Regions from separate parts of the Hordeum vulgare genome. Here region 1 is linked to region 2. The links are chromatin contacts, called in public Hi-C maps. All regions are on one chromosome and are shown on one strand. Each heading gives the region's core, a stretch centred on a gene start, on an enhancer-like site or on the middle of the called end of the contact. The rest is flanking DNA. Distances are from core to core; before and after follow the strand shown.

Region 1 (3,429 bases), core at 72-2,571, 200 kb after region 2:
CCCTCGGCAATTTCCTTTACAGCTCACCGCTCCGAGGTTGACGGGCGGGCCCCACGCGTCACTAACCATGCCAGCAGCAGCACATTCACGTACGTGCTCATTTAATCCGGCGAAATTATTTTCCCACGGCCGTTTCGGGCCAGATCTCGGACGTAGAAAAAAAAAACTAATCACTGTTGGCGATGCGCGGCCAGCAGTGACCCGAGGAGATCCCAGCCGCACGCTGCGCATGGTCATCCATCCTCTACCCGCGCAGCTAGATCTGGCCGGTGGGGCCCGGTAGTACGGGGGGCCCGTTTGTCATGGAGGCGAGGCGATGGGGACGGGTAGGCGTGTAGGTGAAGCATTTATAATTCACCCCAGCCGCCCCCGTTCGCGTCCCCCCGTAAAGCCCTCCCATAAACCCACCCCCACCGCTCGCATTTCTTACCTAAATTTAGCCATGCCGCTGACCGGCGGGCCCGGGGTGGTAGATGGGCGCGTGTGCCGGACAAATGGCCAGCGTGGTTCCAGACCCGTTCTGTACAGCACCCGGTTACCCGTGGCAGGGCACGTTTCTCACACTGACCGTGGGACCGTGATCCAGGGCGGACCCACTTGTCTGTCTTGCGTAGAGACGATGGCCAGTACGTACAGCGCCAGAATATCGACCGTGTCACTTTCCATTTCTATGCGGGACGGGGAAATCGCGATGACATGTGGGTCCAGTGAAGGATCGGGCCCCGGCTGTCAGCGGGCGGGTGGATGGGTGGGACGCGTGGGGCGGCGATCTGGGTGGGCAGCGGGAGGGGATTAAATATCGCGGGAGGAGACCATCCCAACCCCTTTTGCTCCTCTCGCCGCTTTGGGTCGGGGTTTTAGCGAGCTCGAGGGAGGGAGGCCGGCCGGAGGCGACGACCGCCGTCGGGGAAGAAGAAGAAGGCCGACGCCGACGCCGACGCCGACGCCGACGCCACTCGTATATGTCTTCTTGCCCCTTCGCCGATCTGGTGGTCGTCGCAGCCTTTCTCCTCGCCGCCGTCGCCGTCGTCCTCCTCGACGCACTCGCCTGCGCCCCCCGATCTATGCACCAGGGGCTCCACGGCTGGAACAAGTCCTCGTCGATGCTCAGGTCCGTACGCCTCTCCCTCCCCCCGCCGTCAATTTCTCGTCTTTTTTGCCGTCCGGCGGGTGCCGTGAGCCCAGATCTGGGAGGTTCTTGGCGGGTTTTTCACGGGGTTTTGATGGATTCTTGCTCGTTGATGGTGCAGGGACGGGTTCGGGGTGAAGTATTCCGGATTCCTCCACATAAGGCCGTGTGGTTTCTTGCGAGGAGACTGACGGATTCCCGGTGATTCCGTCCGCCCAATTTTTGACACCCGAGAGAGAAGAAAAGCTGTCCCCTTTTCTAGAGTTTTTTCCCCTTCAGTTTTGTTAGCCAGTCAGTCAGTCAGTCAGTGTTAGAAGAAGAAGAAGAAGTGGAGGAGGAGGATCCATGGCCCCGTTGAGCCAGCACCAGATTCGCCTCAGGCAGGCGCTGGCCAAGAGGCCCAAGACCAAGATGCTCGCCGGGTTTGGCGTTAAACCCTCCACCGCTTTCTCCAAGCCGGCGCAGCCGCAGATGCTGCCGTCGCTGCCGGCCGCGCAGCCGCCCAGGCGACGCGTGCGTGTCCTGTACGAGGACCCCGACGCCACCGACTCGGACACCGACGACGAGGAGGCTGCCGCCGCCCCTGCCTCCTCCAAGCGCTGCTTCGAGCTGTTCCTCGGCAAGGCCCCGGCGGCAAAGGTGTTTGCCAAGCCGGTCACTCCGGCGGCCGCGGCTGCTGCGGCTGTCTGCACCACCAGCAGCGCCAGCGCCGAGGCGCACCGTGGGGTGCGCCTCCGCAAGTGGGGCAAATGGGCGGCCGAGATCCGCAACCCCTTCTCCGGCAAGAGGGAGTGGCTTGGCACCTTCGACACTGCCGACCTGGCCTCTGCTGCCTACCAGGCCGCCTCCCGAAGCTTTATCGAGGAGAAGCGTCGCCGCCGTGGCCAGTCCGGTGCCGCGGCCTCACCTGCTCAGTCGGCCACGTCCTCACCGGCGTCGTCTTCCACACCGACGGCATCTTCGTCGTCCTCCACCTCGGCTGCTCCATTCGCGCACCCGTCACCGTCTTCTGTTCTGGAAGCCACCAAGCTGGCAGCTGAGTCCATTTCGCCTGAGCCGACACCAGTTCCCGTCATGGTGTCCACCACACCCGAGACAGCGCAGCTTCCCGACGACCCAGAGTTCTACCAGGACCTCCTGCGTGGGCTTCAGCTGCCGGACATTGACCCGATGGACTTCCGCGCGGGGCTTGATGCCTTGGACGTCTCGGAGGCGTCGGCTTATTTGGACGGCGAACAGGACCTGCTGCTCGGCGACTTGGCCGACGAGGAGCTGGAGCTGGACATGGACCTTGACATCGGCGATGACTTCCTGGAGATGCCCGGCTGCGACTTTGGCCGAGGCATGGATGATTTCCTGCAAACCGTCGATTTCTGCGTCTGAATTGGGAGAGGTTTAAGGTTTTACTATCTCTTAAGTAATGCTGGTGTGATGGACCGGCCTCGTGTGAGTGTAATCGGTGTGCATTGGGAGGGAGGAGGAGGATCCTCTTGGGTTTTTCCCCGGGCAGCTCAACCAGCTCGTGCCCAAGACGGTGTCTGTTTTCCCGAGCACATTAGCGTTATGGTGAGAGTATTTTTGATAGTAGGTTACATTGTGATAAGTTATAGTAGCTGCTGGTTATGTTAAGTTGCTCTTGTTTATGTTATCTGTCAATGTTGGTCCAGACATTGTAGCTAGCTCAAGACAAGTCTTGTGGCTGTTGCTTCTAGTGGTATTATGAAAAAGAAAAATAAGTTCGCATTATATATCACCCTCTGCCATCTTTGAGATGGGTTTTAGTCTTACCAGCTCATTTGTATGTATCGTACTTGTTGCTGAACTGCTTATGGATGTTTTCGGCTTCTGGAATGTAGTTCGTGGGATTCATTCGTGATTGATGATGAGCCGGACATTTGGCATTGTACCCCTAGTACTATGCTGAAAAAGATAGTTGAGTCTCCACTTGCTGCTCTCTTTGATAATATTGCATCGTAGTACTTGCTTAACCGCTGATGAATGCTCTGCCTGGATGCTTATTTGTATGTATCATGTGCTGTCCTTGAGGTAATTTTGTTATTGTTTGACCATTGGTGTTGATAGACACTACTAGTAATGCTGAGGTCGTGGTGGTAATCTAGTACCCTTGCTGATTTTCATAGCTGCTCATCCGTATGTATCCTGAATTCCTGATGCTTGCTGAGCTAGTGGTGTGTGCTTTTGCTTCTCGAATCCAATCTGTAATGGAGATTCCTCCCAGGATTGATGGACTTTACCTCATTTTGCTTGTGTAGTATGATGAAGCTGTTTTCACTTGACAC
Region 2 (3,319 bases), core at 52-2,551:
GCATGTCGAGGTTTATCTTCATTTTGTTCGAGATCATGTGGCACTTGGCGAGGCCAAAGTGCTCCATGTCCCTGCATGTAGGGCCTGATCTCTCAGCCTCTTGTATATGCATTGTGAGCACATAATGAATACTCCCTCTGTTCTTAAATATAAATTTCTTTAGAAGTTTCATTCTAGGACTAGATACAGATGTATATAGACATAATTTAGATTATAGATTCACTCATTTTGCTTCGTATGTAATCCTTTAATGAAATTTTTTTAAAAAAACTTATATTTAGGAACGGAGCCACGGAGGCAGTAGATCAGAGTTCATATTCCATTATTTTTGTGTCATGTGGAGTACCGTCCATCGACGATCCGCTCATGGCCAGCGGCGAGTGTTGAGGACGACTAGCACAAAAATAAACGTGAGCAATGGACAGATTGGAACGCTCATCACCAGTCGCGGCTACTGCAAGAAGACGGCCATGCAGACACAATCGACCTTTTTCCACTCCAAAGCTAAGGAGAACCTGAACACGGCCATTGTGTGCACGAGCTGCCAACGAATTGGCGTGCAACCGTGTTGCGCAAGATGCCAACCAGCTCGCGGGTAGTCCACTGAGAACGGTGATCAGTCTACGTATGCACGGACCGTCCACTATGGACAGATTGGAACGCTCGAATCGAAGCCGGCGCACGAAATGGAGACGGAGCTCCGTGGAAAAGGCTCAACAGAAAAGCGGCATGGCCGGCGGGGCGGCGCGTCACAAGGACTCGGAAAACACCAACGTGCGAGCTACGCATCGACGAGCCACACCGCCGCCGTGCTGCGCGGCGCGGCCCGCACCGGGTTTGGATAGATAGATAGATAGATAGATAGATGGGGATGGGGGAGAGTGCACACACAACAAGCATACATGTACGTACGCGCCGCAGCCGGGGCAAAGCGAACGTGACCACGAGACGATCGCCGTGCATCTCATCCACACCACACACACACATACACACGACGCCGCTCCCCACGATGCCTCTCGGCGCAGAGCAAAAGGCACCCACGGAGACCCACGGCAACGGCGTGGGCACCCCGGAGACGGATGGCTGGATACATACATAGTTTCATACTTGTGCGTTTTGCTGTGCCTGGACTAGGCAACCTGGTCATGCATCATTGCATCGCAATCTCGCCATGGTATGATAAGACACTGTTTTTGCCTAGCGCCAAGGCGGCGACAAGACAAGCTTTGTCCGTGGCTTCACGTCGTTAGACAGGAGGGCAACGGGGAAGAGACAAGCCGGGCCAGAGGCGCCGGGCAGCTACTCTGGCCCTCTGGTGATACGAGTGTCATTGCCAAGTCATCACCCACCATCCATCGCGCAAGATACATACACTGACCCATCACAAAATACACTCGTCGGCTTGCCGGGCATCACAGGTCCAACGCACCACCGTACGCCGTGAAAGTGGAGTAGACAGTACTGATGTTAGTAGAGTAGTACCCACGCCCGTGAGTCTACTGTTTCGCGCGGCATAAACAAACCTCTACCACATCGAACCAACACGAAGCCAACTAGTGTGTTGGATCTAGCTACATCTAACAGTTTTTAACTCTTCCACGTACTTTCCACACCGGCGTGCAAGGTTACTAGATTAGCACCACGACCACAGCAGTAGTATCTTTTTCATTTATTTTTGCGGGTGAGCATTAGTATCTATCCATACCAATGGTCAAACTATAACAAAATTGGCTGCACATAGTCAATATTCTCCTGCACATAGTCAAAATCGTCTGGTTACTGTGTATATCTTGGTCTTCCAAGCGACAGCCACGGTCTCCCATTCGAGCATCGAGGCTCACTATCGGGCACTGGCTAATGCCATTGCTGAGGGCTTCTGGCTTCGACACCTTCTTCAGGAGCTCCTTTGTGATGTTCACAAAGCCACGTTTGTCTTCTGCGACAGCGTCAACGCTGTCTTACTGTCTACCTCTCCGTCAACCCGGTCCATCATCGTCGTACGAAGCATATTGAACTCGACATCCACTTTGTTTGCGAATAGGTGGCTCTTAGACGCATTTGAGTTCTTCATGTTCCGACGTCGCAACAGTTTGCGGATGTGATGATCAAGGGGTTGCCTACTTGCGTCTTTCATGAATATGTATTTTGCACGTGTATATCCGTATAGGCCGGCTCACCTCCTAACCTTGTATATTTAAGGTTAAGGTCCACATTGTACTTTCTCTATATATGTGCCATTGCATCCAATCAATATATTAAGAGTTGCATTGTCAAAACCTTTTATAAAAAAACCAATGAGACAGCTCTCTTTATTAAAGAACAGGGGCGGAAACCTGAAGATCCATTCGCCACCGAGTTGGCATTGACGCCACAAAGCAGCCGGCAGAACACAAGGATGATTTAACCACCCCTGCACCACCTGTCATGCAGTATTAGTGCTGATCTTTTCCCAAAAGCACCGTTGCATACATCTCAGCACTGCACTGCACTGCACAGGGGTCTGGAGTGGAAGCAAAGCAAACCACGTAGCAGTCACCTACTACGCTGACAAACCCCGGGTCAAACAAAGAATCAAATATTTCACGACAGCGTGCTCCACAAACCCACAGATGATCGATTCCACGAGGGATAAAAGACTCCAACAGATTCCCGGTGCCGGTGCCGGTGCCGCCCCTCACTTCCTCCGTTCATCCAACTTGGCAGGCCATGAGATATCTCATGTATGTATGCAACGGCGAGCTCCACTCCACTGGACGCGGAGCTGCCCGCCGCCAGGAAAACGTCGAGGAAACGGGCGGAGCCTACAACGTCGGAGCTGTTGCTAGTCGTGACATGTCATGTACTCCCTCCGTTTCGAAATATAAGACCTTTTAGAGATTACACTAAGAGACCACGTACGAAGCAAAATGAGTGAATCTACATTCTAAAATATGTCTATGTATATATGTATGTAGTTCATAGTGCAATATTGAAAATGTGTTATATTTAGGAACGGAGGGAGTACGTACCTGCCTGACGTCTTCGCCTGCTTTTACACAGCTTCCAATTCCAGCACGTGTCTTTAACTCTGTGGCTCGATTTGGACAGCCCATTTTCTTTTAAATATATATATTATGTGTAACGATCGATGTAAGTTTCGGGTGCTGTCAACCATAGGCAAATTACAAGTAGTATATATATCTATATATATATTTGCCGTGCAAAATTATGTTGAGAGCTTGGACTATCTCATGACTTTTTGTGAGGCACCAGAGCATAGCGCCAGCCTTGGGATTTGACTTGGGTGCCGCTGGGGATGGAGACTGTCTACTAGCCGGGA

Evidence for each region. A called contact is a pair of places that touch in the nucleus more often than the background predicts.
Region 1: a Hi-C map of seedling shows a contact between it and region 2, with 2.1 times the contacts expected there. The contact joins the promoter of LOC123442430 here to the enhancer-like site in region 2. A contact is called at or near these places in 3 of 6 Hi-C or Micro-C datasets (leaf and seedling) and 1 of 1 datasets of contacts at active chromatin or transcription factors (embryo).

Annotation. Positions count from the first base shown.
Region 1 is chr3H:6,709,704-6,713,132 of MorexV3_pseudomolecules_assembly, forward strand. It overlaps LOC123442430 (ethylene-responsive transcription factor ERF118-like), which reads left to right and starts at 1,322. Exons shown (of 1, transcript XM_045118479.1): 1 at 1,322-2,877. The coding sequence starts at 1,475. The coding sequence ends at 2,512.
Region 2 is chr3H:6,511,405-6,514,723 of MorexV3_pseudomolecules_assembly, forward strand. No RefSeq gene overlaps it. Among protein-coding and RNA genes, the nearest start is that of LOC123441274, 67 kb to the right of the region's middle. Within about 2 kb of position 1,302, at least 2 of the 3 cell types and tissues checked have open chromatin away from gene starts, as enhancers often do. A contact at or near this core is called in seedling, where this site is marked.